Regions from separate parts of the Sus scrofa genome. Here regions 1 and 2 are each linked to region 3. Evidence: chromatin contacts called from public Hi-C and HiChIP or PLAC-seq data. All regions are on one chromosome and are shown on one strand. Each heading gives the region's core, a stretch centred on a gene start, on an enhancer-like site or on the middle of the called end of the contact. The rest is flanking DNA. Distances are from core to core; before and after follow the strand shown. Region 1 overlaps LOC106507598 (a long non-coding RNA gene). Region 2 holds the start of PLAUR (urokinase plasminogen activator surface receptor). Region 3 holds the start of ZNF575 (zinc finger protein 575).

The links. Hi-C and Micro-C count contacts between places; a contact is called where the count stands out from the background. HiChIP or PLAC-seq counts read pairs in DNA pulled down with a chosen protein or histone mark.
Region 1: a contact with region 3 is called in a Hi-C map of retroperitoneal adipose tissue, with 1.8 times the contacts expected there. The contact joins the enhancer-like site here to the promoter of ZNF575 in region 3. A contact is called at or near these places in 2 of 5 promoter capture datasets (fetal liver and fetal skeletal muscle), 17 of 47 Hi-C or Micro-C datasets (blood, embryonic fibroblasts, fetal heart ventricle and 8 more) and 2 of 2 datasets of contacts at active chromatin or transcription factors (alveolar macrophages and skeletal muscle).
Region 2: an H3K27ac HiChIP or PLAC-seq map of alveolar macrophages shows a contact between it and region 3. The contact joins the promoter of PLAUR here to the promoter of ZNF575 in region 3. A contact is called at or near these places in 2 of 47 Hi-C or Micro-C datasets (liver and skeletal muscle) and 1 of 2 datasets of contacts at active chromatin or transcription factors (alveolar macrophages).

Annotation. Positions count from the first base shown.
Region 1 is chr6:50,304,332-50,308,043 of Sscrofa11.1, forward strand. The region is part of intron 1 of LOC106507598 (a long non-coding RNA gene); the gene reads right to left. Among named protein-coding and RNA genes, the nearest start is that of BSP1, 27 kb to the left of the region's middle. Within about 2 kb of position 1,645, at least 9 of the 83 cell types and tissues checked have an H3K27ac peak or open chromatin away from gene starts, as enhancers often do. A contact at or near this core is called in retroperitoneal adipose tissue and subcutaneous adipose tissue, where this site is marked.
Region 2 is chr6:50,503,360-50,507,165 of Sscrofa11.1, forward strand. PLAUR (urokinase plasminogen activator surface receptor) reads right to left here and starts at 2,094. Exons shown (of 7, transcript XM_003127198.5): 1 at 1,911-2,094; 2 at 1-17. The coding sequence starts at 1,959. It overlaps LOC106507601, which reads left to right and starts at 1,035. Exons shown (of 7, transcript XM_021094484.1): 1 at 1,035-1,710.
Region 3 is chr6:50,393,764-50,397,872 of Sscrofa11.1, forward strand. ZNF575 (zinc finger protein 575) reads left to right here and starts at 1,279. Exons shown (of 4, transcript XM_005655914.3): 1 at 1,279-1,390; 2 at 2,454-2,691; 3 at 3,513-3,624; 4 at 4,084-4,109. The coding sequence starts at 2,479. It overlaps ETHE1 (persulfide dioxygenase ETHE1, mitochondrial), which reads right to left and starts at 2,006. Exons shown (of 9, transcript XM_005655917.3): 1 at 1,870-2,006; 2 at 545-777; 3 at 72-120; 4 at 1-69. The coding sequence starts at 1,873.

The sequences.
Region 1 (3,712 bases), core at 395-2,894, 89 kb before region 3:
AAAATGAAATTTTATTGCAATTTTGTCTGATCCATGTACATTCTTGAAAATGAGGAAAGGTGGCCTTTGAATGGTAGTGGTAGCCTAAATCACCACACTATCCTTCAGCTAGAACTGTCACAGGAATGGAAAGGCTGGGAATTCTCGCCACTCCGTCTGTGCTGGCCTTGGCAGAGGTGACCAGAGCTCTGTTCTATCTTATAGTCCTCTAGGGTATTCTTACAAAAACTGTGAGATTTGTGGTTCTGTCTTTATGTAATGTGTAAGTGAGCTCTATTTAATTGATTTAAAAGCACTTACAAATTAAAATCTAAATATTTAGAAAATTGGCCATAATGAATTTCAGGCTCATGTGATCTGGGAAATATTCAGTACTGAAGTTAGCTTTGATTAATTAGACATGCCTTTAGAGTCATCAAATGTTAAGTACAAAACTTCTGTTGTACCTAGGTTTATTAGAGATCAAATAAGACCTTTCATCTGTTGCAAACATTTGTCAGCAAGGGGAAAACTTGATATGATGAAGCTTTAGGTAAAGGCAAATGAGACAAAAGCCTTTAGATAAACTCTATAGGAATAATTGGGTTTGGGGAATGACTATCTAAAATGGTTTCTCCAATACAACATTGTAAAGCAACTATAATTTTAAAAATAATAAAATAAAATGTCAAAGAATGCTTACTAGGGCAGAGCAAGGATTTGAACCCCAGCAGTCTGGCTACACTTCTAAGTAGAAGACAAGGGGGAGTTCCCGTTGTAGCTCAGTGGTTAACGAATCCAACTAGGAACCATGAGGTTGTGGGTTCAATCCCTGACCTCACTCAGTGGGTTAAGGATCCAGCGTTGCCATGAGCTGTGGTGTAGGTCGCAGACACGGCTCGGATCCTGCACGGCTGTGGCTCTAGCGTAGGCCGGCAGCTGTAGCTCTGATTAGACCCCCAAGCCTGGGAACCTCTATATGCCAGGGTGTGGCCCTAAAAAGACAAAAAAAAAAAAAAAAAAAGCCAAGTAGGAGACAAGGAAAGCCAGGAGTGGGGTGTAGCCTGGGAAATGGGGAGCCCTCAAGCTGCAAGAGGCCAGCTGCCTCAAGGTCCTGTGTGGAAGTACTTTCTAATCCTTGGACTGTCCCTACACGTGGGCAGCCTTCCCAGGAGGTTGGTGGGTTGAAGGTGCCAGGGTGGGAGGCTGATAATGTCCTTCCAGCTCTAAGCTGGGCGATAGGACCTTTGTTCCTGGTCTGATGATCTGTACTGAAGCCCTTAGGGATGCAGCGATAGGCATGGGGAGAGCTAGGAGCATCTTCTGTGTTGCAAAAGCCCAACATGTAACCCAGGTTCTTTGCTCTGGGCCACAATATCTCTGAGTGGCCGGGATGTACATGTCTCTCCCTCTGCTCTGAGATCAAGGACGAAAAAACTTGAGTTCTGACTGGGAAAACACAATGAAATTAATTAACACTCCAAATGCACCATGAGGGACACTAGACCTTGCAAATGTGGGAGACTGGGCTTAGTCTTGCCAGATTAGCTGTAAAAGTATCACTGTTATTACAGGTTTGAGCTTCTCAAAGCCTCTGAGCCCTGAGGATAGGGAGGCTATTCCAGACTAGGAACCAGGAAAAACCCACACCCACAGTTACTGTAAGAATGACAACTACAGACAGACCAGCCCCTCTGCTGAAGAGGTGGGTGTGTGCCTGCATCCTTGCCTCAGGCCTGTGCCAGAGCAGCTGTCTCTAATCTGCTGGTGACAACCCAACCAGCTTCACTTTTTTTTTTTAACCCAAGGAAGTTCTAGAATTATCTGGGTCCAGTAATTTTTATAAGCAGCAAAAGTTCTGGGAAACTGGCTTGCAGAAACCACTAAAATTCCCTCCCTTGTGAAACAGAGATAATCATAGTTTGGCTGTTGTGACGATTCAGTGGCTTCTGCAGGGTATGCAGGATGGAATTCGGGTTTGTGAGGCTTACAAAGCTTAACACAAGCACAAGGACGAAAGATTTTCAAAGGAACTCAAAAGATCTTAGGACACATGAAAACCTCATCTGCACCTTTATTTACAAACCAAAGCTGGAGTTCCCGTTGCGGTACAGCAAAACGAATCCGACTAGGAACCATGAGGACACAGGTTAGATCCCTGGCCTTGCTCAGTAGGTTGGGGACCTGGCGTTGCTGTAAGCTGTGGTGTGGGTCGCAAACGAGGCTTGAATCCTAGCATTGCTGTGGCTGTGGCGGAGGCTGGCAGCTGCAGCTTCAGTTTGACCCCTAGCCTGGGAATCTTCATATGCCGAGGGTGCGGCCCTAAAAAGCAAAAAAAAAAAAAGTGTATATATATATATTTATATATAAATATATTTATATATATATAAAAATACAAACCAAGGCTTAGCTGAGCCAAAGGCAAGAATTCAGAATAGGTAAATCAATGTATAATTGATTGATAGGTAAATAGACAGACCTAAATTAATTCACTTAGATTGAAAACCTCAAATCAGATAATGCAGTGACTATGATCAAATAATACCGAGGCGTTTACTCCTCAGTCAGCAAATGCGAGGCCATCCTAGCTTCCTGCCAGCTTCCTCTAGACAGTCACACCCAAACAAGAAATGCAGACTCAACAGCTTCTCCCCCCTTCCCCAGTCACCCTCTACTACTCTGTTCCCCTCCCCCACACAAACCCTGAGCCTGAGAGTTTCCTTCAAAGAAGCAGGAAGCGGGCAGCTCCCTGGGGTCCTCTCCCTAATAGCCTCTGACCTCTCCTGCCGGGGAGCAGGGCCCAAAATCTTTGAGCTCATGGGAGCTATGGTAGATTGTACTGTTGGCCCCAATAGTACACCCCTCCCAGTAGCCACACTTTTCACCATGCAACTTCGTAGTTTTATGCCTCCCATGCGGGTGTGTGGCTTGCTTTGACCAACACAGTCAGATGGAAGTGACAGAGAGCCCATCTCCAGTCTATGTTTTTTGGGTTTTGTTTGTTTGTTTGTTTCTGTCTTTTTTAGGGCCGCACTTGAGGCATATGGAGGTTCCCAGGCTAGGGGTCAAATCGGAGCTATAGCTGCCGGCCTACACCACAGCCACAGCCTTAGCCACATCAGATCTGAGCTGTCTGTGACGGACACCACAGCTCAGGGCAACGCAGATCCTTAACCCACTGAGCGAGACCAGGGATCAAAGCTGCGTCCTCATGGATGCCAGTCAGATTTGTTTCCGCTGAGCCATGAGAGGAACTCCCAGCCTGTGATTTAATTGAAGGGCCTGGCACATTTCTACCTGTTCTTCAGCCTCCATGAGAACAAGCCCGGGCTAGCCTATTGGAAGATGACAGCCATGTGGAGCAAAACCGAGCCTCCCAGCCATCTCAGCCAAGACCAGGCTAGATCGGCCAACAAGCTGAATTGTGGGCAAGCAGAGCTGAGCCCAGGAAAACCATCCAGCCAAGCCCAGCCGAAGCTGCTCACCACAAATTCATGAGCTAAATAAATGCTACTGAGAGTTGGGGTAGTTTGTTACACAGCACTATTGCAGCAAACGCTCAATAATACAGGAAACCTGCAGCTCCCTGGGCAAATCTTTTTTTTTTTTGCTGTTGGTATTTTGGGTGTTTTAATTTTTTTTCTCTCCCCTCCAAGGCATATGGAGTCCCCCATCAGATCTGAGCTGAGACTGCGACCTACACAGCAGCTTTAGCAATGCCTGAACCTTAACC
Region 2 (3,806 bases), core at 844-3,343, 110 kb after region 3:
TTGCAGGCCCCAGGAGGCTGGGGCAGAGGGAAGGAGAGTGTTATTTCTCAGCACCAGGATCCCCCTCTCGCCTCCTTAAGCCCTAACACCTGGGACCAAGTCTCCAGGCCTCGTGCCCGCCCCGGGGTTCCAGCCAGCTGTACTTCGAGCCTATCTTTAGGCCAACGTCCTAACCCCGCGCTCTACCCTGAAGACCTTTCCCCGACTACAGGTCCTTCCAAGGCCCTGCTCTCGCTCATTTCCCCTTTAATTCTGTCGGCGCCGGGCCCATCCTGAAAGTCTGATACCCCAATGTCTCTGCGCGTGTGGACGTTCTAGCCCAGCTCCCTTTTAGGTCCTTTCCTCCACCCCGCCCGCCTTCGGTCTGTTTGGCCTCGAGAGCTCTTCTAGGGGTGTTTACCCTCACCGACACCAGCGGATTTTTACTTTCTTTCTTTTTTTTTTTTTTTTTTTTGTCATTTTTTTGCTATTTCTTGGGCCGCTCCTGCGGCACATGGAGGTTCCCCGGCTAGGGGGTCGAATCGGAGCTGTAGCTGCCAGCCTACGCCAGAGCCACAGCAACGCGGGATCCGAGCCGCGTCTGCGACCTACACCACAGCTCACGGCAACGCCGGAACCTCGACCCACTGAGCAAGGGCAGGGATCGAACCCGCAACCCCATGGTTCCTGGTCGGATTCGTTAACCACTGCGCCACGATGGGAACTCCGGATTTTTACTTTCTACCCCGGCTCCCGGTGCCCCCCCACGACGCCCACACACACAAATTCTCCTCCCCTCCGGGGCCTCTCTTCAGCGTTCTCTCCCCATCCAGCAATCCAAGAAAACTTTTAACTTCGCCTATCAGACCTGTGGAGAGTTTAACCGCAACTGACAGAGCCAAGGGGGGAAGAGTTCCTCCCGCCCACTAGCTGCTCCGGAGATGTTAGCCCCGCCCACCGACGTCCCAACGACGCCCACTAGCTCCGCCCCGACTTTCTAACCCCGCCCACCATCTCCGCCCCCACAGCATAACCCCCGCCCCACTAGCCCCCGCCCCCAAGGCCTATCCCTTCCCCGGACCCCCACTGCGGTCCCTTCCCCATTCCAAATTCCGAGTTGCCCCGAGTCATTACTCATTCTAGGCCTCCCGCGGTCCGGAAGGCTTTCCGAGGTATTCATTACTAAACCACTTCCCAACCCCCACCCCTACTCCCGCCCCGCCCTGACAGTTCCTTCCCAATTTCCTTTCGTTTTTCAACACTTTTTACATTTTCCGGGGAAAGGAGTTGAGAGGGTCTTGTCGGCTTGAAAACAGTAAAGGCTCCTCGAAGGACAAGTTCTGGGTCCCCGAACCCTGGCTCTGCGACGCTCAGCCTCTCTTTAGACCTTTTGTAAAATGAGGCGCTGTCCTCTCTCTTTCAAGTGTGTGTGCGTGTGTGTGTGCGTGTGTGTGTGGAGGGGGGAGAAGAGAGGGCTGTGAGACGCCCCTACGGGGTCAGAATCCCACTTATTCATGGAGTGCTGTGTGACCTCAGGCCAGTTTCTTAACCTCTCTGTGCCTATTTTCTTCTTTGTGAAACGGAGTTAAAATAGTTACTGCCCGCCCAGTTGGAAATTGCAAGGAAGGAGTTTAGAAGAGTGCCTGGAATCAAGAACGCACTCGCCAAATGGTGGCAGAAGTCAAGTGCCTTTATTCAACTAATATTTCCTGAGCATCTACTGGTTGCCAGGTACTGTGCCGTGTGGGGCTGCAGATAGCAGAATTATTTGAGCATGAGAGTGGGGTCGGGGTGGGGGGGAAGCTGGATGCTAAGACCTCCTCTTCCAACTCATCAGACTTTGAGCTCTTTTCCCCTCCCCTCCCCTCCCTCTCCCTCCCCCGCCATCGGTCCTGGTCCCCGGAGCAGGGGTTCAGGCACCCAGCCCCTACCTGGAACGCAGATCTGAACCAAGAGCAGCAGCAGCAAGGGGCAGCCCATGTCCGGCAGCGGCTCCTGTTTGCCGTCTCCCTGCACTTCTCAGTCTGGCCCCAGGAAGGAGACGGTTTTGTGGCTCCGGGGGCTCCTCCCAACGTTTTGCGAAAGAAGGAGTCAGCTCCAGATGCGTGGGGCACCCCCCTCTTCCTCAAAAATTTCCCTTACCAGGGCGCGGCCAGCCCGGGGTGGGGGGCTGGCTCTACTCTGACTCATGCTGGCCGTAGTCACAGTTGTCCCCACACTGCCTGGGTGCAAATTCCAGTTCTCTTCCTGCCATGGGACTTTGGGCAAAGGACCTCACACCTCGGATTAAAACTTTTTTTTGCGATAGCAAATCTGCAGCTGATTATTAGATAATACAAGGCTTTCCTTAGTCTTGTTGGGAAGGATAACGGTATCGTGGTTATGTGAGAAATGTCTTTATCATTTAGAGCCGTACGCTGAAGTATTTGGGGATGAAATAACATCTCCAATTTACCTTAAAACACTTTAGCCAAAAAAGTAGAAAAGCCAAAAAGTTATGACAGTGGCTTTGTGGTTATGTGGGAAAATTATTCTTATATTTTACAGATGCTCACTGAGTAAGCCATGTCATCCCCTGCCACTGTGATAAGTTGTGTTAGAAGTTGAAAGACAGTGGTGTCTGCATTTACCTTGAAATACCTTGGGAAAAGGGAAAGGTAAAATAGCAAAAATATCTATCGAGGAGTTCCCGTCGTGGCACAGTGGTTAACAAATCTGACTAGGAACCATGAGGTTGCGGGTTCGGTCCCTGCCCTTGCTCAGTGAGTTAACAATCCGGCGGTGCCGTGAGCTATGGTGTAGGTTGCAGACGCGGCTCGGATCCAGCTTTGCTGTGGCTCTGGCGTAGGCCGGTGGCTGCAGCTCCAATTCAACCCCTAGCATGGGAACCTCCATATGCGACAAGAGTGGCCCAAGAACTAGCAAAAAAAAAAAAAAAAAAAAAAATCTATCAATTATATCAAGCTAACTTACATGCCATTCTGTCTCCTCTGTGTAAAAGTTTGTAGTAACTGGTAAGAGTTCATAATAAATGTTTTGTTAAAACACTTTTCTTTGTCTTGTTAGGGCCGCACCCGTGGCATATGGAAGTTCCCAGGCTAAGGGTCAAATTGGAGCTGCAGCTGTCAGCCTACACCACAGCTCACGGCCCGCCAGATCCTTAACCCACTGAGCAAGGCCAGGGATCGAACCCCTGTCCTCATGGATCCTAGTTGGGTTCATTACCACTGAACTCCTACAATAAGTTTTTTAAAAAGGAAGAGTGCAAAAGATAAAGTCATTTCTCCTTCCCAGGATGCTTCTGACCAGTCAGAGCAATGTAATGCAGTTAAATGCCTGAAGCAGTCACTGGCCCACATGGAGGACTCAAAAAATTTCTTTACATTTACCGAGGATCTACTTTGTGCCAGGCAACGGTCCAGGAGCTGGGGACATGGCAGGAAACCAAGTCCCTGCCCTTGAAACAGTAGGGAGTGAATATATGCTATCTAATCTGTCACCATGAGGCAGTGATAAGTAAAATGCAGAAAAACAAAGGAGGTTCAAGGATACAAGTGAGGCGAGGTTGGTTTTAGGCCAGGTGATCCAGGAGGGCTTTCCTGAGGAGGTGGCCTTTGAGCAGAGGCTGAATGTAGTGCGAGAAGATGGGCAGATGGTCCAGGAAGAGTTCCAGGGAAGGGAAACAGCCAGTAAATACAAAGGTCTAGAGGTGGGAGGGGACCTGAGGCGACCTAAGGAACAGCAGAAAGGCCAGCGTGACGGGAACAGAATTGGGAGGGACACAGCTGTAGGCTGTGAGTAAGCCCTAGTCACCCCTGCCACTGTGA
Region 3 (4,109 bases), core at 29-2,528:
GCTCCTTGACCAACTGGGCATCCCGATGCGCCGTCTCCAGAACCGGGTCTATCAGAATGGCCTCTCGGACTCTCTGTCACCCAGGAGGTAAGTATAGGTGCAGCTCTTGGGCTCAAACAGCTGGGAAAGGGGAGGGGGGCAGGTTAAGGCACAGAACCAGACTCCCACTCACTGCGGACCAACCCCGAGTCCAGGCTTCAACTTGATTCTCCTCCTAAGATCCAGAAGCAGAAACTCCAGCCCCTTCTCCCTCCTTCTCAGAGTCAGGAGTCTGGGACCTCCAAACTTTACTCCGTCTGAACCAATGAGTCCCAACTTCCATCCATCCCCAAATCTGGGCCCCCATCACCCTCTTCTGGAACGGACGCAAAAGTCCGGCCCCAAGCCCAGGGGGTCCTAGAACTCTCCCCTTTAAAGGACGCCGGAGTCTAGCCCTACGCCCCTTTCCGCAAAGATCCAAGCTTCGGAGCCCTGGTATCTCTCTTGATTTTAAAGACCCTGGAGTTCCGCCCCTGCGCCGCTCCCGAGTCCAGCCATCACCAACCTGCCGTAGGAGGATGGGGGCTCCAGACCCACGGTGTTGGCTGAGCTGCCGCCCAGCGACCCTCAGAGCGGCCATCGCGCCCGCGGCTGGGTGGAGACAGAGCTGAGTCTGAACGCCCGCGGAAGCCGGGTGCACCCAGGGATGACCCCGGAGGGGCGGGGCGGACGGGGCGGGGCCCGCCTTAAAGGGGCCGGGAGGTCCTGGGGGTGAGGACGCGGACGGACGGAAAAGGGCTGGGGGAGATAGATAGAAAACCGTGAGATCTAGGAAAACAAAGAACAGGGAGACACCAAATCCGACTAGTACCCAGGAGAATGGAGGACGCGGGTTCGATCCCTGGCCTCGCTCTGTAGGCTGGCAGCTACATCTCGGTTTGGACCCCTAGCCTGAGAGCTTCCATCAACCGAGAGAGCGGCCCTAAAAGGACAAAAAAAGGGGGGACGGGGCGAGGGAGACACACTGAGAGAAGCACAAACTTCTCTCCCTAGAGAAGGGAAACCCAACAAGAGACCCCAGTACACTTCCCAGCAAGCGGTGGGAAGAAAAAAAAATGTATGTTTTGGTGTCATTAGTGTCTTTTTTTTTTCTCTTTAGGGTCGCACCCGAGGCATATGGAAGTTCCCAGGGGTCCAATCGGAGCTACAGCTGCCGGCCGTATTCACAGCCACAGAAACAGGGGATCAGAGCCGCGTCTGTGACCTACACCACAACTCATGGCAACTCTGGATCGCTTACCCACTGAGCAGGGCCAGGGATCAAAGGCATCCTCATGTATACTAGTCGGATGTTTCCGCTGCGCCACGATGGCAACTCCCCAGGGTCATTCGTGCCTTGAGGGGCTGTTGGGTGAGTCCCAGAACAACAGATTATCTCATTAAAGTTTATTTTTCGTTTTTAAATTTTATTGTTTTTTTTTTCTTTTAATGGGCTACACCCGCGGCATAGGGAAGTTCCCAGGCTAAGAGATGAATAGGAGCTGCAGCTGCCCACCTAAACCACAGCTAAGGGCAATGCTGTGTCCTAGACCCGCCGTGTGAGGCCCGCATCCTCCTGGACTCTAGCCGGGTTCATTATTGCTGAGCCACAAGGGGAACTCTTGATTACTGAATTTAATCATAACAAATCTTCATTTTATAAGTAAGGAAACTGAGGCTTAGAAAGATGACGTCACTTGCCCCAGGTTACACAGCTGGAAAGTGCCAGTCTTGATTCCAGTTACTCAAGTAATCTGGCTCCAGAGCCCCAATTATCCTTTCATATAATTCCCACCGCTCCCAGGACTGGCCAGTACATTATCCCTGTACATTATCAGGCTGAAGACCCACCCATGCTGGGATGGTTTATGGGAGCTTCGCTGTCATTCCTGTGCTGGGCGCGAAGGTGCGCCGTTACTTCCCAGGGGGCAAGGGTGCCAAGCAAGCCACCCCGCGCTTGCCACCAGGACCTCCAGCCAGGAACAAGGGCCCTGGACACTGCTGCCCTCCTCGCCTAGGTCCGTGGCACTGAGGTGGGAGATCCCGAATCACCCAATGGCGAAGAGTCCCAGGCGCTATGCTAATAACGTGACTTTAACCTTCCGCTCGCTTTGAGTCGGGAGTCCATCTCCCATTCTCTCTCGAAGAAATGGCTAGGTTTTTCTTGCCAAGGCCTTGAAACTGATTCGGGAGACGGGACTCAGAGGAATTCTCGAAAAGAAGGGAAAGTACACATGCTGAGCGCTGTCTCGGTGATCTCTGAGTGAGGTTTCCCCGTGTTAGCTTCTGCACGTGATTGACTCCAGTCAGCCACCGTAGGCCCCGCAAGCGGCGGTACTCTTTCCTCCAGTACTTAGGCTGATAGCTCTGCGCTTGCTCACCCACTTGCTGGCCTTGTGCACCCACCCACTCCTTCCATTTCGTCTCCCCTGCAGCAGCCTCCGCGGGCCGCGACTGCGCATGCGTACTGACGCCCTCACCGGCTCGGCGTGGGAGGAGGGGATGGAAATGAGGCTGGGTCCAGCAGCTCGCGCGCGCTCCCTCCCCCGCCCTCTCGTCGCAGGGCGCGCGCCGGGCGGTGCAGCTCCTAGGAGTCCGAAGGCAGCACCGCAGTGGCCGCGGCCGCCGAGGGAGGGGCCCGGAGCCCCGCCCCCGGGGAGGGGCCGTCCGCAGGTGAGAAGGGCAGGGGTCTGGGCCCAGACGCCTGGGTCTTCGGGAAGTGGATTGGGGGCTGAACGCCAGAACTCCCGAAGAGGGATCGATTGGGGTCCTGATGCATAGGTTCCAGAGGGGCTGCATTGGCGCCTGAGCCTTGCGAGGATGCATTGGTGCCCGAATGCCCTGATCCCATGGGGTTCGTGGAGGTCAAGACGTTTGGGACCTCTAGGGAGAAGTCCGTTAGGGGTCTCTGGATCGCAATGCACGAGCCACCCTCTGTCTGTGTTTTCCTTCAGGTCTCCCATCTACCTTCCACGGCTCCAACTCCATGCCGGGATTGAAATTTAGTGACAAGAAAGGGGCAGTTCACCCGGCGTCAGAGAACTGAGACTAAGCCTAGAGCTGGGTAAAGCTACCTGTTCGTTGTGAAATCTCGCCTACTGAGCTTGTAGGCCCCTCCCCTAGTACAGAGTTGCTGAGCAACCGACTTTGGGTCCCGTTTGTATAGCTCCAGCCAGCCGCATCTGAGGTTCCGTGGCCGGTTCCGCCCACTAGGAAGGCCCCGCCAGCTCCGCGCAGGGGGCCGCCAGGACTTGAAGTTGTAGAGACCCCGCCCACTCCGCTCGAAAGCTCAAACTCTGGGACTAAGTTCCAAACGGACTGCTTCTGGGTCGGACTTGCATAACCCCGCCTTACGGCAACCGCTACCCTCTCCTAATAGGATCTCAGACTTAAATAGACCCTGCTCCTAAGCAAACCGACCCTTGATAATAACCTCTCCAGTCCCATTCCCAACAGCCCGATAACCACCCGCGTCTCCCCCTCTCCCTCCCTAGGCCCTTCGTCTAGGTTCTTGGGCCGGCAAGATGCTGGAGCGAGATGTGGAGTCGGAGGCCGGGGGCACCGATCCTAGTCCCACTGGCAAGGAACCCGTGACCAAGGGAGAAGGTGAGAGCCGCTCCACCTGTGGGTAAGGGACATTGTCCAGGAATTGGGGCTAAGAGAAGCACATATTGAGGGAATCTCGGGGTGAAAGTTTGAGGGCCTAGAGTGATAACAATTTCGGATCCCCAAAGCTTGACGTTCTGGGCAATCCTCCAGGTTGTCCTTGGGAGGATTCGGTGATCCTTTCTAGAGGAGATGATGTGGGGGATTTCAGGGTGATCACTTGGGAAGATACTAGAACGGACACCTTAGTAGCTTTGGGGAGGCCTTAGCTCTGGGGTTCTTTCTAGGTAACCCGTTGGAGCCCCTTAGCAAGATGCATGGCAGGGGCTGAGGAGCAGGAACATGCCTTTTGGGGGATCTCAGTATGATCCAATAGATTATCAAGAACGAAGGGGAGCCTGGTCTAGACTCAGGGCGTTGGCTGCTTCATGGGAGCCCACCAACCCTCCTGTCCCCTAGCTCCCAACCAGGGTCCGCCGCAGAAG